Regions from separate parts of the Oryzias latipes genome. Here region 1 is linked to region 2. Evidence: chromatin contacts called from public Hi-C data. All regions are on one chromosome and are shown on one strand. Each heading gives the region's core, a stretch centred on a gene start, on an enhancer-like site or on the middle of the called end of the contact. The rest is flanking DNA. Distances are from core to core; before and after follow the strand shown. Region 1 holds the start of nfatc4 (nuclear factor of activated T-cells, cytoplasmic 4). Region 2 holds the start of LOC101169233 (zinc finger protein 287).

What was found. A called contact is a pair of places that touch in the nucleus more often than the background predicts.
Region 1: a contact with region 2 is called in a Hi-C map of fibroblasts, with 1.7 times the contacts expected there. The contact joins the promoter of nfatc4 here to the promoter of LOC101169233 in region 2. A contact is called at or near these places in 2 of 5 Hi-C or Micro-C datasets (embryo and fibroblasts).

What each region holds. Positions count from the first base shown.
Region 1 is chr17:3,282,822-3,285,521 of ASM223467v1, forward strand. nfatc4 (nuclear factor of activated T-cells, cytoplasmic 4) reads right to left here and starts at 1,426. Exons shown (of 13, transcript XM_023965389.1): 1 at 518-1,426. The coding sequence starts at 713.
Region 2 is chr17:3,134,648-3,137,347 of ASM223467v1, forward strand. LOC101169233 (zinc finger protein 287) reads left to right here and starts at 1,294. Exons shown (of 2, transcript XM_004078686.4): 1 at 1,294-1,744. The coding sequence starts at 1,453.

The DNA.
Region 1 (2,700 bases), core at 176-2,675, 150 kb after region 2:
AGACCACCTGCTATGATGTTTAGAAACACGGAAATGTTTCTTATCTGAAATGAAGTCTTCTTCTCACGCAGTGAGGCTTTCGTGATCATGAAAGCCAGCATAGTATGTGCAATACCAGCATGCGCAACCAAAACTGCAGAGTGGAATAGGTGCGCGTCTGTGAGGGTCAGAAATGAGGGACGGGGGCGTGTTTTTGGTGATGCGTTCAGTGCGCAAAGCTGGGGTTCCTTCCCAGATGGCAGCTGTTAGCTTTGCTCACACGCACAGCTGATTAGAAACACATTGAGTCTGCGGCTGCACGCACGCATGCCCGAGCGCACACGTGCAAACAAGAATACAGTGAGAAATGCTCGCAGATGCATACCACACTGAGAACAAACACACAATCAAAATTCAAATACGGAAACAGGCACGCAAACACTTAAACACAAACGCGCAGCTCGCACGCAAAGCTTCCCGGGTGACCTGGAGGGTCACTACTACAAAGTGTATCCACGTTTTTAAAATCTGGACTGACCCAGACTGTTGTTGCTGCTGGACGAGTCCAAATGCAGCAGCGCGGTGTCACTTTCTTCGCCGGCAGCGGCGCTCTCCGGTGCGGCTGCGCGCGCAGGAGATGACCCCTGGCTGCGCCGCTGCGGCGGATCCTCCTCAAAGACCAGCTTGAACTCAAACTCGCCTTCCTCCCATCCCGAGCCCGGCGCGGCCCCCATCGCCCCCCGGCAGCGCGAGCGGGACTCAGAAAAAGCAATCCAACCTGATCTCCTTTACAGGCGGACGCAGCGATGGTTGCGTCCTCGGTGCGCTAAAAACAGAAAAATTCAACTTGAAGTAAAGTTTGCCCAAACTTTTGTTCTCCTTCTTTCTTTGTATTCCCAACTGAAGCAGATAAATTCCTCTTTTTCTGCCGTTTCTTCTTGCTTAACCTGATTTATAGCGGTCCAGATCAAATCTTTGCGCAGGAGAAACGCACAAAGCAGCTCCAAAAGCTCCAAAAAGGCTGGACCTCCCGCTCTAGTTCCTTGGGTTTCTGCATAGCTCCTTCTGCTTTTTCTGCCCGGCTCACGACAGGGAGAAGGGGGGAAAGTTTATCAAATATTTTTCTCGTCCTTTACCCTTAATTGCCCATGGGTGGGTTTCCCATCGCCGGTTGGTCGGTTATTCCTTCCCCATAGGACCGTAAACGCGTCAGTCAAGAATCCCCCCTGCCCAACCTCCAGCCTCCATCTCCTCGGCCCCCTCCAGGCTCACTCCAAAAGTTCCTTTAAAAGCCACATTCACATCCATTAATGCAGCAGGCAAATGTGGCTCAGTTCTTGTTTGTTTTGGATCATCCCAATACGACTTTTCTGAAGTTTTTCAGCACTAAGAGGATCTTCATGTCTGCTTGATTCAAAGTTTGAAGCAGTGGAATTTTTGTTCCACCTCTGAACTTCTCCTGTCTCAAACTTTCAGACCGACCACCATGAAGGCAATGGGACTGCCACTTAGTGAACATAACTTGGTCTATTTCCTGTCCGCCTTTTTTTTGGGCTGTCATTCTCCCCTCTTTGCCCCTTCTTTTTGCCCTCCCCTTCCCTCAATCCTCTCTTCTCCCCTCCCTCTTCTTCCTCTCAACCAAAGATCTGTTTCTCATTATCCTCTGCAGTCTGCTCTCTGTCTGAGTCAGGAGATGAAAAACTTAAATAAACACACTCACCCTGCGCCCCCTCCCCTCTTTTCTGTCCTCCTTCCTCCTCTGGTTCTCACAATTATCAGGGGCCTGGTATACTGGTGTGTAACTGCATGGGGGCCTGTCCCGCTGTCTGTCATCCTCTTGGGCTTGTGTGGGCAGGCCTTTGGATCCTGGACGGATCTCATGATGTTGCAGTGTGATTAGTGAGAGGGGAAAAGTGCTACCAACAAGGCAAGAATTTCTAAAGCCCTCGGGGGGATTTGTTAGGCTCTGTAAACTACCACCAACGCGGAATCCCAAAAGTATACAAAGGCATTAACATTTGACAGTGGAAACTCCTTCTTCCTAAGAAAAATAATGTAAGGACGGCCAAAGAGAGGACTGGTTGGTGGTTCTGTTCGGATAAAGTTTGCTTTTGAATTTGTTCAATTACATTCAGTCGTTTAGACAAAGTGACAGATCATCTGCATTTACGGGGTAAATAAATCAATGGCAGCTGCAGAAAGGAAGTGCCTCACAGTTTGGGGATTTTGCCTCAAGATTTCTAAATATTTTTAGTTTTAACCATTTGAAAATATCTGTTTGAATGTCAGCTAGTAGCTGATCTTCCCATACAGCGTTTTACAAATTCTGACCAGAAATTAGAAAGACTCTGAGAGGACTTCTGCACAGCATCATGATATATAAAATCTTTCCCAACAAATGTGAATATCAAGGAAAAGTGTATTCATGATTCCATTAAAAAAAATGTTCATAGGATTTAGACTCAGGGCCCTGCACCGTTGGATCGATTTCTGTGGAGAGATTTTTGTGCTATTATGCCAAGTGCAGGACTCACTGTTTGGAGCGTAAATCTTCTTTTTTAAACCATATTTCCAAACCTGATCCAGTCCACGAGATGATTGGAAGAATTTATGACCAATCACTATCAGCATCAACCTTCAAGTCCATGTCTGTGATTGGCTGGTTTGCATCGCGTCGCCCTGCTATGTTTCAAGTGCAGAGAAGAGAGAATTTCTCTTGAG
Region 2 (2,700 bases), core at 44-2,543:
CAATAGTTGTTTATACAACTCAAATGTACACATTTATCTAACTAAATGTCATATTACTCCAATTCAATTAAACGTTTTTCCATATTAATGTATTGTTCTTCTTGAATTCTCATATGTCTAAGTTAGAGCCTGCAGATTTTCTCATTTTTATAAAGTTAAAATAAATGAAACAATGTGGCTCATTACAATATCTCCCATGCATAAAGTTAAAATAAATTAAACAATGTGGCTCATTACAATATCTCCCATGCATTTTTTTTTTATCATGAATCTAACTGTAACTTCAGTTCATGTACCCAATCTTTGCACTAGGGGTGCTAAATAACCTCATCATCCCCTCCCCCTCTCTCACTCATGATGCAGAAATTAAACATAACTGGACAAAATAACTGGGTATAACACATTAAAACAGACGGGACGACATGTGGTTCATTGTCTCTCATGTTATGAGGTAGGTGTTAAGGGTCTTGCCCATGGACCCTCACTGGGTGAGGTTAACTGCTCACCATTATGCCACTAATTGTTCATTCCCCCCGGGAATCAAACCCTGGATTCCTGCGTGAAAGTTCGAGCTACCCTGGCGATATAGATACAGATGTATATATCTGTATCGATAAATATATCGATAAAGATGGATATATCTACGTGATATAGATCTATCTATAGAATATATTTTTTTTAATAACTTCGATCTGCATTTGTCACTTTGTTTTATTTGTTTTGGCATAAAGCCAAGATAAACTGTTAAAGCAGCATGATCAACAAATCCTGAAGACGAATGTAGTGTTTCACAGCTAAAGAACCCCGTAAAAACAGAAACAAGCAGAGCTTTTCAGTCAGTCTTGTTTACATAAAAACATGAATGAACCTTCAAACACAACCTCATCAGGGGTTAGTTTATGCAACACTTTCGCCCTCTAGTGTATATTTAGTGTATTTAAATTAATTTAAACTATTTTGACAAATTATTTGAAGCATTGGAATAGATTATGCTGTCTTTTGATCCTAAAAGATGTCTGGTAATCGTCTTATTTAAGGCTTGAGGATGCTTTAAAGAGAAGAATTACATTTTAAACAATAAACGCTTGGAAGATCAGGTTGCAGTTAAATTTAAACAAAATCAATACTTTTCTTTAGATTTTGACTCATTTTGATCTTTTTTATTTGTATACGTGGTTTATAATTTATATATATTATTATTTTATATTTATTTGTTTATGTTTTGAGTAACCGTCATGTTTTTAGACGACACACCGCGGAAATCTTTTTGGCGCATTTGAGGCGCCGTAGATTCTCGTCACGTGACCATGACAGTTTCCTCTCAGTATTGTAACACACTTCCATGTTTTTCACCCAAAGCAGCAGCTGTGATGTGAAACAGCCGCAGCCGCGCGCGCCTCGTCCTCGACGTCCAGGTGCGGAGAACGTGACCCGCGTCGCAGCGGTCCGGAGATGGGAGACATGACGAAGTCTGTGGCTTTCCAGAGCAAGTTAGCCTCCATCGTGGAGATGCTCGCCAAAGCAGCCGTGCTGGAGATCAACAAACTATGGGAGGACAGCTTTGCTCTCGTGCAGGTCGAGCTTCGCCGAAGAGAAAGCGAAATCGTAGCGCTCAACCGTAAGATCAAGTTGCTGGAAAACGAGGGATTGTCCGGTTCCGAGAAAACTCCAAATAAGTCACAATGTTTTCCAAAGAAAGATCAGTATAACAACAACAAGCAGCAGCTGCCCCCGCATGGCGATGGTAAGGAGGACACCTCCAACCTTCTGACTGCTCCCTCACGCGTTAATTACTACAGCTGTACTTCACCATGAAACACGTGACCTCTGTTATTCTATCATGTGTAGGTTCCTTCGCACATGACTCCCTAAAGGGAGCCAGTTTGGTGGGAAATTTAGTCAAAATGCAGACTCTGGACACCAGAACGCAACAAAATGCAAATCAATTAGGCTTTAAATGCCATCCTTTGTCCTGTTGAGTCCTTCTCATCTGGGGTGTAGCCCTACAGTAAACCCTATATCCCTTGTGCTGTCTTGTGGGGTCCAGGGGACCCCACTAAAGTGCCTCTGGCACGTTAACGTTGGGAGTGGGGTCATCTAGACCCCACTAGACAGAGCTCTGAACCTTTTTTCTTTAATGATTTTGAAGGCCACAGTCTTCCTGCTCTGCTCCATTCTGATCATCCACCTGCAGACTAATGGATCCATGAACGTCTTTGTTTTCCCGTCTGAGCTGGAATCTGGATCTAAACTCTACGGCTGGATAATTCCAGTACTTCTCACCATTTTTGTTGCACCTGCAGTGTTGGGTTGGGGGCGTGAGGAGCTGTAGAGCAAGTAAACGAAGAGCTCTAAGCAACGAGGAGGGGAAGTGGGGGCGGGGTTGCTCTGCATCAACTAGGACGATTCGCTTCATACATTGGTTTTTGGGTCAGTTAATTTTTTTATTTGTTAAAAAAAAACAAGGATTACAAAACAACAAAAAACTGAAAATTCAGAAAAAAACTTGAATTTAGTACGAACCTTTCAGTTGTCTCAAACTAAGCCTGATGTAACTTAATAAAACAATAAATCCAAATCCTTCTTAAATTTAGCCCAATTGTTTGACACTTTCAACGTAAACACACTGAAATGCAGCATGGATGCAACCATTCCCTTTCCTCCCGATTCAGTTCCATGGTGTAACATACGGTTTGTTTC